Regions from separate parts of the Zea mays genome. Here all the other regions are linked to region 2. Evidence: chromatin contacts called from public Hi-C data. All regions are on one chromosome and are shown on one strand. Each heading gives the region's core, a stretch centred on a gene start, on an enhancer-like site or on the middle of the called end of the contact. The rest is flanking DNA. Distances are from core to core; before and after follow the strand shown. Region 1 holds the start of LOC100279593. Region 2 holds the start of LOC100191947 (proteasome C9 1). Region 3 holds the start of LOC103631172 (splicing factor 3B subunit 2).

What was found. Hi-C and Micro-C count contacts between places; a contact is called where the count stands out from the background.
Region 1: a Hi-C map of ear shows a contact between it and region 2, with 2.1 times the contacts expected there. The contact joins the promoter of LOC100279593 here to the promoter of LOC100191947 in region 2. A contact is called at or near these places in 3 of 25 Hi-C or Micro-C datasets (ear, leaf and tassel).
Region 3: a Hi-C map of tassel shows a contact between it and region 2, with 2.8 times the contacts expected there. The contact joins the promoter of LOC103631172 here to the promoter of LOC100191947 in region 2. A contact is called at or near these places in 2 of 25 Hi-C or Micro-C datasets (ear and tassel).

The regions. Positions count from the first base shown.
Region 1 is chr6:91,332,869-91,336,530 of Zm-B73-REFERENCE-NAM-5.0, reverse strand. It overlaps LOC100279593, which reads left to right and starts at 1,681. Exons shown (of 6, transcript NM_001152590.1): 1 at 1,681-2,205; 2 at 2,434-2,661; 3 at 2,780-3,174; 4 at 3,259-3,364; 5 at 3,561-3,662. The coding sequence starts at 2,831. It overlaps LOC100280291, which reads left to right. Exons shown (of 11, transcript NM_001153218.1): 8 at 58-120; 9 at 337-368; 10 at 496-537; 11 at 688-1,191. The coding sequence ends at 732.
Region 2 is chr6:90,582,519-90,586,011 of Zm-B73-REFERENCE-NAM-5.0, reverse strand. It overlaps LOC100191947 (proteasome C9 1), which reads left to right and starts at 1,660. Exons shown (of 1, transcript NM_001137371.1): 1 at 1,660-2,632. The coding sequence starts at 1,732. The coding sequence ends at 2,484.
Region 3 is chr6:91,244,722-91,248,682 of Zm-B73-REFERENCE-NAM-5.0, reverse strand. LOC103631172 (splicing factor 3B subunit 2) reads left to right here and starts at 1,758. Exons shown (of 16, transcript XM_023300415.2): 1 at 1,758-2,118; 2 at 2,215-2,360. The coding sequence starts at 1,897.

The DNA of each region.
Region 1 (3,662 bases), core at 432-2,931, 750 kb before region 2:
ATACATCATGAAAAGAAGCTTTTTTTAAAAAAATTTGGTATTGCCAATTATCTTTAGGTGCTGCTGCTAAGAAGCAGCGAGCAAGTCCAATGGCAAAACAGCCAGCAGGGATCAAGAAGGGTAAGTTCACTGAAGTGACATGCATCTTCTGTAGTAGACATCTACTAACATTAGTGTGCTATCATTTGGTGTAAGCATCCAAAGACATCTGACCAATTTCGTTTGGGAAGATGTGTGCTAGTACAAGTGAAGAACTCTTAGGGTTGTTTGCGAGATAAGCTTTCAGTTTCATTTGTATAGGCTGGGGGCACTGACCAGTGTGTTTTCCGAATGCAGTTAGCGGAACTCGGGGAAAGAAAAAACCAAAGGTACCATTTTATGTGATTCTATGTTGCTTTCCCTTGGTAGATGGATTTGAAGTGTCGGTCATTGTTTGCTTACTCTGTATAAATGCGTATTTGATTGAGGACCTTCGGTCATTTCATCGTGTTACAGGTGGGAGAAGATGAAATCGAAGAGCTCTCAAGTTCCTCCCAGGTTTGTTGCTAGATACGCATCGTGTTGTTTGTTACTTGTAGGCATTTTAGCAGCGGGTTTCCTTACAAGAAACCGCGCATCATGGTGCCTGATATTTTGAGCACAAACAAAGGCTGTGTGTGCTTATCTATGTGATTGCAAATGGTACAGGATAACGACGCAGATGATGATAGTGACGAGGACTGGGCCGAATAATGCGATGGTACAGACGACGGATAGGTTGGGCCGTTGGGGAAGCATATGCATAATTGATGTGCGGCTGAAGAGAAGGATGGATTGGGGGATGGCACAGAAACTGCCTGTTTTCATGGACTGGTTTGGCTGGTCATGTCTGACGACGGATCTAGAATATGGAATATCCTGATCTGTTGTCAAGCTGAGTCCATGAAACGTTGGTTGATGAAACATTAGTTAGTCAGAAGCGGGTTTGTTTGTAGTTAGGAACTAGGAACACACACACCCGAGGTTGTGATGGGGTTGCATACTTGGACTAGCCATTCCCATTCATCTGTCTGTACTCTGTTCGACTGTTCCTTTGTGTGGCTCACACCTGTTGTGTTTCTGATGGTGGTCATTTCTCCAGCCAGGGGCAAAGAACACACTGCGTTTCGCTGATCCTTTAATTCAGACCCATAGTCCTTTTTTTTCTTCAGCACATTCTGATGTGGCTCTTTGTATTGCAGACTGTATCATGGTATCAGATTGGTTTCGACTTGAAACCCCTCTCTCTTCATTACGCGTGTTTCTGATCTTCTTGTTTTGGAGTCAGATCAGATCGGAAGCAGGAGAGGAGAATATCCGAGATAGATACCCTTTCCAAGAGGAGAGATTCCGCGGGGATTCTGAGTAGCCTTCGGAGTTCGGAGCGGTGGGGCTGGGGCGTGCGGGCGCGGACCGGCCTCACCTCCCTTCCCCTATTTTGGTCCTCCTCCCTCCCCTTGCGTTCACAGGCCCTATATAACATTAGCTAGATTCCTCCTCCCTCCTTCCTCACGGCTGCTGCTGCCCTGCCCTGCCCTGGTACGCGTCCCTCCCCTCTCCTCGTTTCTTGCTTGCACGCGCGCGCCGTGAATCGCCACATCCCCATATCCGTACCTACCCCCACGCGTTTTCATTCAACCAATCCAATCTCTTCCCGGCCCCCTCTGCTCTGCAATCTCCCTCCCGTGAGGGAGGTGGTGGGGTTCCTGCTTTCCTGGAACAAGCAAATCCTTGCTTGCCGGTTCGTCTCCCGACGATGGTGGGAGACGAAAGCAAAAGAGAAAGCGCCGTCCTTTTTCCGCCCGCCGCCTCGCTTTCAATTCCCCACCGCCCTCCCGTGCCTACTTTCGTTTTCCCTTTCTTTTTTTCTTCTCGCTTTTCCCCTTCTCCTACGCCTCTGCAAATTGCCGTATGCATAGTCTGATTTCTTCTTTTTCTTTACTATGATAGACTTGCTCAATGTTTCTTCTCCTTCTGAATTCTAATGGCTTGCTCAATGTTTTCTTTAACTTCTTCTAAATTCTAGTTTGTTTTTTTCCTACATACATATGCAGGAGTAAGGAAGCCGACACCACTTGGAGTTGCTGCCAACTACCGGGCTCGGCTGTCAAATTCTCTATCTGGCAGCCAGCCCGTGTCCAATTCCAACTCCACCGGTGGTAAACCATCGACAGCAGGAGCAGGGAGGTAAACCATCTTCTGCTCTGCCGTATTGTTGACCATGACAAAGACACATGATTCTTCGGTCCCACTCTTGGGGTCAAATGTGAAACACATAAATAATGTGGCAGACAACACTTTGTTCCAAGTCCCAGTTTGGCTACACACCACATGATTCTTCTTCTTTTCTTCAAAAAGAAACAAATAAAAAAAATTCAGTTTATGCAACTAACCCTTGTTGTTCCTGTGAATCAGGGCAGGCTGCACAAGAAAAGAGCATCATTCCTGCTGATCGGCTCGGCTCCACTCCACCCCGAATAAAATGGCTTCCTTCTCGGGACATCTCCACCGCCCCCTGTCCGCCATGGCCGTGGCCGCCTTCGCCGCCGTCTCCTCCCACGAGCTTCCCGACAAGCTGTCCCACCACAGGCTTCCTGATGCCAGCACAGGCACGGACGCGCTCGCCTCGCTTCCATTGACCAGGTCAGATGTTCCCGCAGCGCCTTCGGCATCTGCCCTTTCTGGCGCGCAGCTATTGCCACGGGACCTCCACAGCTTGCGTCTGCTGAAGGCGCCCTTCGCGTCTGTGCCGGTCATGCAGACGGTGTACCAGTACGCCAACTTTGCCAAAACCTCGGGACAGGCCGATGCGATGCCTGCAATTCCTTCCTCGCCGTCCGATGTGCTGTACCGCTGGCACCTGCCAGACCCCAGGGTCTATGCCGACTTCCCTGACAAGTCTCAGACGGTCGTGGTCCTTCTTGGTTGGTTGGGCTCAAGGCAGAAGCACCTCAAGAGATATGCCGATTGGTACACCTCCAGGGGCTTCCATGTCGTCACTTTCACCCTCCCGATGTCTGACATTCTCAGTTATAACCTTGGAGGGAAGGCTGAGAAGAACGTTGAGATGCTATCTGAACATATTGCTGACTGGGTCAGGGAGGAGAGTGGGAAGAAGATTATTTTCCACACCTTCAGTAATACTGGTTGGCTTTGGTACGGTACACGTTCTCTCCTGGATTTCGTTCTTGAGTGAATAATGAGCTCTCATCATGGTTCTTATTAATTTCTTCATTGTAGTTATGGCGTAATTCTGGAGAACTTGCAACAGCATGATCCTTCAGCAGTGGACAAAATTAAAGCTTGTGTAGTAGACTCAGCACCTGTTGCTGCACCTGATCCTCAGGTACAGATTTAGTGATCAACAGGAGCTATCCGCTATTATTCAGAACTTGTCATTCTTCAGTTCCCATTTGGATTTGAATTTGAATTTGTATTTTTTTCTTCTTCATTCTTTTGCTTGTGCTAGCTTTTAGTCATTTGCTTCTTTTTATCATGTTTGCTGCACATTAACAAATCTGTCTGCTGTTTTCTGAATCCAGGTTTGGGCTTTGGGCTTCTCGGCTGCCCTCATGAAAAAACGCAGTGTCACCACGAAGGGACTAGGTTCAGATGATTCAAGGTCTGATGTCCTAGTTGTGGAG
Region 2 (3,493 bases), core at 411-2,910:
AGGTATCTTGTAACCGATATTGTATAATTATTCTCTTGCATGTAACAACATTTGAAATGAACCTGATGAACAAAATAAAAGAATGTCAATGTGTTATTCTGGTTCATTTTTCCATGTATTGTTATTGCATGTCTATCTCTTCACCTTTTTGTCCTTCTCTTGCCTTTCCATCTCTACTGACAAGGGGAGAAGGTGTTATTACTTTAATTGTGTTGCTCTGTTATGGTTCCTTGTAGGAGCTTTAATAGGTGACCAACACCACCATTATCATCAATCTTATCAAGTGAACTTGTGGTAGATACATCATTATCATCACTTGACCTTTAACTTGAGGTGGATCACTTATTGATGACCTCCTTGTTATCAATGTTCTCATCATCATCTTGTACATCCATGCACTTATCATCAACAAATATGATCCTTCCATTTTTACTATAAAGATACGACAATATGTCATGGGCGGTCTCCTTTGTGCATGATCTCCTTGAACACCTTATCACTTAGTCATTGATATAGATTGTTAGTAGTTTAGTGTTCAAGATGTAAATAGTTATTTTTCGATTAGGTGAGATCTTTCCTTTTCTAATCAAAGGGTATGAGAAAATTCTACGCTCACGACACACTAGAATTTTGCATCAACAACAAAGAAACAATAACTCACAAAACCTTTCCACTATGCAAAGTGTGTGCCACAAAAAATGTGTGGAGCACAAGTAACCTCTAGCCCTTTTAGCTGCCAGCCTACTTACTCTCGGATCAATTAAGACCACTAAATAAGAAATCAGAGCCTGATACCATTTATAGGGTCAAGATGCCAGACTAGAGGTAGACTAGACGAGGTGAACAGTACTTTCAAAAACTAATTACGTTGACTAATTAAAATAAATATAGAATTAATACAATTTGGTCTAGCGAATACTACACACCTCTGTCTATCACAACCATCTTACAAAAGATCCTAATCGAAGCAACTAAGGTGTCGAGCTAGTGAGACATCATCTACGCAAGTCTAGTTAGCAAGATTACACAAACCTACGTAGCTAGCAATCTAAATATTCCATGACTATATGTTCTAAATACACGAGCGTGCCCCTTACAAGAGACCTGTAGAGACAGGTGTGGCCACGTGACAAGAGCGCATCCTTCAAGCGCGCTGTTGGAGCACGGTCAGTGAGAACACAACAACTTAGCTCTAGGCACGTCCATGAATATACCACTTCAGGCAAGCAAGGCATGAAGATGATGGGTATGACCAGCTAGGACGATGGTAAACACCATCGACTAGATAAGGGGCGAGTGTAATCAATTAGCGTGGTCGACCGGTGAGCAGGGTGGTGCAAGGCACAACCGATGGCTATGGCTAGATAAGCGTGAGAAGAAATAAGAGATAGAATGACAAAAAGTAAGAATAAACCAATATGCTAGATTTGTTAATTTGAGTTGATGCAATTTAATCGAAGTAAAGCTGACAATTTTACTATCTTCACTAAATTTGAGTTGATGTAATTTAATCGAACGTCTAGATTTATTAATTTAATAAATTTAGATTTTTATGTGTAATCTGACAATTTTTAGTGAAGTAAAGCTGTTTTTACCGAATCTGAATTTGAATCTGGAGCTGGTTAGCTTCTGCCGAGTCGCTCCCCCTTCCAGGGTCTCAAACGCAAACCCCAATCTCGGCGTCACCGCCCCAAATCTAGCAAACGGAAATCCCATCTCGCCGCCGCCGCGATGTCTCGCCGCTATGACAGTCGCACGACGATCTTCTCGCCGGAGGGGCGTCTCTACCAGGTGGAGTACGCGATGGAGGCGATCGGCAACGCCGGGTCAGCCCTCGGGATCCTGGCGGCCGACGGCGTAGTCCTGGTCGGCGAGAAGAAGGTGACCTCCAAGCTCCTCCAGACCTCCCGCTCCGCCGAGAAGATGTACAAGATCGACTCCCACCTGGCGTGCGCTGTGGCAGGGATCATGTCCGACGCCAACATCCTCATCAACACCGCCCGCCTCCACGCCCAGCGCTACGCGCTCTCCTACCAGGAGCCCATCCCCGTCGAGCAGCTCGTCCAGTCCCTCTGCGACACCAAGCAGGGTTACACCCAGTTTGGTGGCCTCCGCCCCTTTGGGGTCTCCTTCCTATTCGCCGGTTGGGACAAGCACCACGGTTTCCAGCTCTACATGAGCGACCCATCTGGCAACTACGGCGGGTGGAAGGCCGCCGCTGTTGGGGCCAACAGCCAGGCCGCGCAGTCCATGCTCAAGCAGGACTACAAGGACGCCTTGACCCGCGAGGAGGCCGTCGGTCTCGCGCTCAAGGTCCTCAGCAAGACCATGGACTCCACCAGCTTGACTGCCGAGAAGCTGGAGCTGGCCGAGGTATTTCTGCAGCCCGACACCGGGGAGGTACAGTACCAGGTGTGCTCTCCTGAGGCGCTGGGGAAGCTGCTTGCAAACTCCGGCCTGACACAGCCAACACCCGAGGCATAATGTACTGGTTTGCAGTGGCATGTGATGCCTTCTACTGCTCTTAGACATGGTTTAAGCAGTTATGCTTCTGTTGTGTGAACTTAAATATTCGACAATTATGTGTTCTATTTTTGTGTTGAGCATCCTTGATCCGTTAATGTTTCATCTGTAATAGTGCATTGCATTGAATTGGTTGCAAATTGTTGATCTCTATCTGCTCTGCTTTATTGTTGTCACGATTATGGAGCATGTGGATGTTGGACAGTGGAACAGGGGAAGGTAGGTTCAGGTCTACTAGGGCAATTTGAGGCACCTGGATGATGCTTAGTAAACATGGGAAATTGTTGAGATTAGGACTTGTGACAGGCAAGTGCACATGACTAAGTTGAGATCGTATATGCCACTAAACTTCTGGTGATTTTAATCCTATGGATGATGCTACTACTATCATCAATTGTGCTTAGTTAACCATGCAAATGGTAGGTTCTTCTGGGTATAAGACATTTTGACTTCTCAAGATACATTCCCTAGGCATAGTGTATATCTAAATAGTAGATACATGATAAATGTTATGTATCTATAAAAGCTAAAATGTCTTATGATTTGGTACGGAGGTAGTATATGCTTCTGCTGTGCTTGAATTGTTGTTTGTGGTCATATAATTGTTTAACCAAAATCAAGGTTCATGTCAGTGTTTTCGGTCAACCATTCTTGAAAAACAGCCTTTTCTATTTTGTCTGATCCAGTTTACCTAGATGGCTTAATGCCATGCATCTTGGGCATTCAACATTTTAGACTGTAGTTTTTAGGAGGGGTTTAGTTATGGTTCTCTCTCACAACAAGATAATAACTTCTGTGATTTGGTTGTTAGTATTGATTTGGCAATATATTTTTATGACGAGCCACCCATTACATCATGGCCTAAAGGTTTTGATCCACTTACAGCGCTATTCAGTTGCAAGGGAATTGGGGTGGGGGTGGGGATTGAGGGGGACTAAATCTCTTCCTATTCAAAACTGAATAGGGAGAG
Region 3 (3,961 bases), core at 509-3,008, 660 kb before region 2:
TTATACCTTTGCCTTGGCAAGGAATAATTTCCGAGTGATGTGTTAGCAATTACAAGAATGCGTGAACAGTAAAGGAATACTGTTCACTATTTATAGGCACAGGACACAGCCTGTGAGCAATTACAATCATACCCCTCATAAAAGTTTACAACAACGACTCAAACTCTTATGGACTAAAAGGTCATTCTATCTTTAAGTCGGTTCATAGTTCCGAAGCTTCATGAACGGCACCCTTCGGCATCACGTACAGACAGCTTCAACCGAAGCTGTTTCTTCCCGCAGGACCTTCGACGACGAAGCATGGTCCCAACAAGTAGCGTGGCCAGGCTTCGCCATGTTACTCGGTTTTCTCCGTTAGTTATTTCCGCTGCATTAAAAACTATGGTTGCCATTTCTAAAACTCTGATAACGTAATCACTACTAATACTTTCTTAATTTATGGTATTATGCTTTATTATATTTCTCTGTGCCTCATCTTCGAGTGAGCTAGTGGTATTCGATCCTCGGTAAGTGGCTTTATCGGACTAGATCCGAGGGACTGACGAATTATTCCGATTTAAGTGTGTTGCTGCCTCCAAGGCGTGACTCGGGCACTTAAGCTGGAATAATTTGGGCGGTTCCGCCACAGACATTACTGCTGACCGTTGCAATTTCAGCTGTTGATGTGTAGGGGCTGACCATCTAGGCCAGGAGGGTGGACCGTCCGCGGGTGACAGAAAGTGGGCAACGACTAGCAAGTGGTTGGTGTCTACAAATACAACCCCAACCAGCTCCATTATATACATCCAAACATTCCAACTCCCACATTCATTGGAACGACCTAGAGTTCACTCCAAAGCCTCACACAGGCATCAAAGATCCTCCAAGTGCAACAACTGTGATTTGTGTTAATTAGTGATTAAGTGCCTTGTGAGAGATTCTAGCAAGTGTGTGGTAGTGTTTCATTTGTTGCTTGGTTTTCTTGATCGTGCTTTCTTCATTTCCTTCTAACTTTTAGTGACTTGTAAAACTAGCAAGAGACACCTAATTGTGTGGTGATCCTCGAGATTAAGGAGAAGCACTCAATCGGTTTAAGTGACCGTTTGAGAGAGGGAAAGAGTTGAAAGAGACCCGACCTACGTGGCCTCCTGAACAGGGAGGAGGTTCTTCTTATCGAAAAACAAATTGCCCGTGTCTTTGTGTTAATCTTGCATTGCGATTTGATTCTTCCTTTCCAATCTCTCTATTTCTAAGTTCTCTTGCTTATCATTTAGAGTTAGCTCACAAAAGTCATTCGCATTGATTGAGCAACTCGTGGTAAGAAAAACCATATTCCACACTTCGATTTCATTTATACTCGTTCTAATGCTAACCTTGGGTGAAGTTCATGTTTAAAGTTAATAATTTTTAGGTTTCACTTATTCACCCCCTCTAGGCGACTTTTAGGCAGCAAAAGCCGCTTCTGGCCAATAGAATCGACAAAGAAGTTGATCCAAACATGACCATAAACATCTTGCAGGCATGGAGCTAGGGATAACAATGGATATATACCCGTCAGGTAGTACCATTCCATATCCGTACCCATAACAAAAAAAACATACTCGTCGGGTTACCCATATCCGCTCGCGTGTATAGAATCATGCAGTTTCATATCAATTTTTATATCAAGTAAATTTTTTTCGGTAATTGGGTGTATATTGTCATCTATTAATCTATACCTGGAGCCTTTTTCTTTTCTCTCTTTGTAAAGAATATCGAGCCTTCTTCTCTTGAGAGTTGAGAACCTAGCTTTCAAGTGGGCCAAGATAAAGCCCAGTTTGTCCCACTGGGCTGGGTACGCACAGAACCTACCCAGGCGAACAGGATATCGAGCCTCTCCTCGTTTCGGCCCTCCTCGCTTGCGCGCCGCCGCCGACTATGGCCGCCGCCGGGGTGGAGCCTCGCCCCAACCCGCCTCCTACCATGGCTTCCGACCTCCCCAACGGAAGTAAAACCAAGTCGCGAGAGTCCGACCGGCGCCGCCGCCGCCGCAAGGTCAAGAAGAACAAGTCCGCCGCTGAGGCCGGTGCCCAGAACGAGGGCGGGGGAGCTTCTAGCTCCGACGCCAAGGAGAACGCAGATCCTAACCCCGAGCCCATGGTGAGCGAAGTTCATCGCCCGCCTGGAAGTTAGGCACGCACGGCACGGGCCCCAAAACCTAGGGTTCTGAACGTGCTGGATTTGGATTCGCTGCAGGTGGAGGTGGAGATAGAGTATGTACTGGAGAAGGCCGAGCTGGACGATCCTCTCCTCGATGACTTCAAGACCATCTTCGAAAAGTTCACCTTTAAGGGCATGCACAATGAGTGTCTTAAGTTGTGTCTTAAAGTGTGCCTAAGGAGGTGAATGTAAAAAATCTCAAGACATGTATCTTGACGAAGACACAGTGTCTTAGCTCTATATTCGAGACAGAAGACTATCTGATTGGTCACTTTAATTTATTGAATGTTCTGATTGGTACAATGAATATGGTAAGACACATGTTTTAGACATGACCACTGTATTATATTATGTTTTAGCTGTGTCTTATACTTGGAGTACCGTGCAGCTGTATCTAGGTTGTACATGCCCTAAGGACGCTGCCGCAGCAGCGACCGAGGTATTTGGATTAACGAAGCGTTTCTTCAACCCGTCGGTCGATGAGCGAGCCTAAAGCCCTGTTTGTCTACTTCTAGGATTATATAAGTCAGCTTATGGATTATATAAACACGTAATGATCAGCTTATGGATTATCATAATCTAGATATTAATAATATGTACCGTTTGTTTGTCTCTTAACTTATTTAAGACCGTGTTTGGTTTCATGTGGATTTTTGTGATTAAATAAATTTTATGAGATATGTTGTCCTCACCGGCGAGCCTCAAGAGCAGATGTGGTCAAGTATTTTTGGTGTCTTCCCATGAAAGAAACTTATAGCTGGGCGCTTGCCATGCCATACCTCAAATGGTGTCTTCCCATTGAGGCTGTGTTGGGGAGCTATTGAGGATGAACATTGCAGTGGTGACAGCCTCACCCCAGAACATCCCGGGCAGGCCCTTTGCTAGCAGCATATTGCGCTTCATCCCGACCACAGTCTGATTCCTCCGCTCCACGACATCGTTCTGTTGTGGCGAGTAGGGGGCTGTGAGTTGGCGCTGCACCCCTTCCTCAGTGCAGTAAGCTCCAAACTCCAATGATGTAAATTTGCCTCCACGATCTGTGTGCAGCAGCTTCAACTTCCTCCCCGACTCAACCTCTGCAGCCATCTTGAACCGCCGGATCACTGCTGATACTTGGTCCTTGCTTGCGAGAAGACAAAGCCACATGAAGCGGCTCATGTCATCTACCAGCAGCAGGAAGTAGCGGCTCCCGCTTAGTGTCGTCGGCGCGGCCGGCCCGCAGATATCCCCATGCACCAGGTCGAGGCCGTCACTCGCACGCCATCGCCCCTGCGATGGGAATGAATGTCGCCGCTGCTTTTCAGCCAGGCAGCCTTCACACACCTGATCGATGTGTTGATGTGTGGAAGTCCCCGCACCATGTCGCCGTTGGAGAGCTTCCGGAGCGCCTCGAAGCTTATGTGTCCGAAACGTCCGTGCCACAGCCACGCTGTGTCCATGCCCCGGGCGGTGAGGCACACCGGTCGTGCGTTGTCGAGTCGGATGTAGTACAGGCGGTTGGGGGAGCGTCGCACACGAGAGAGAAGGCGTCGTCGCTCGTCTTGGATCCACATCAATCCTTTGTTGACATGGATGATGTAGCCATCATTGTCTAGATGTCCGACGCTGACGAGGTTGATGCCGAGGCGTGGAATAAGGTACACACCGACGAGTTGGCGATTCTCACCAGACTTGCAAGAGAACAACACTGTGTCGCGCCCTTCAATGTTGACTAGAGATCCATCGCCAAACCTGACGGTGCTGGTGACGCGTTCGTCAATGTCGGAGAAGACGACGGACAACC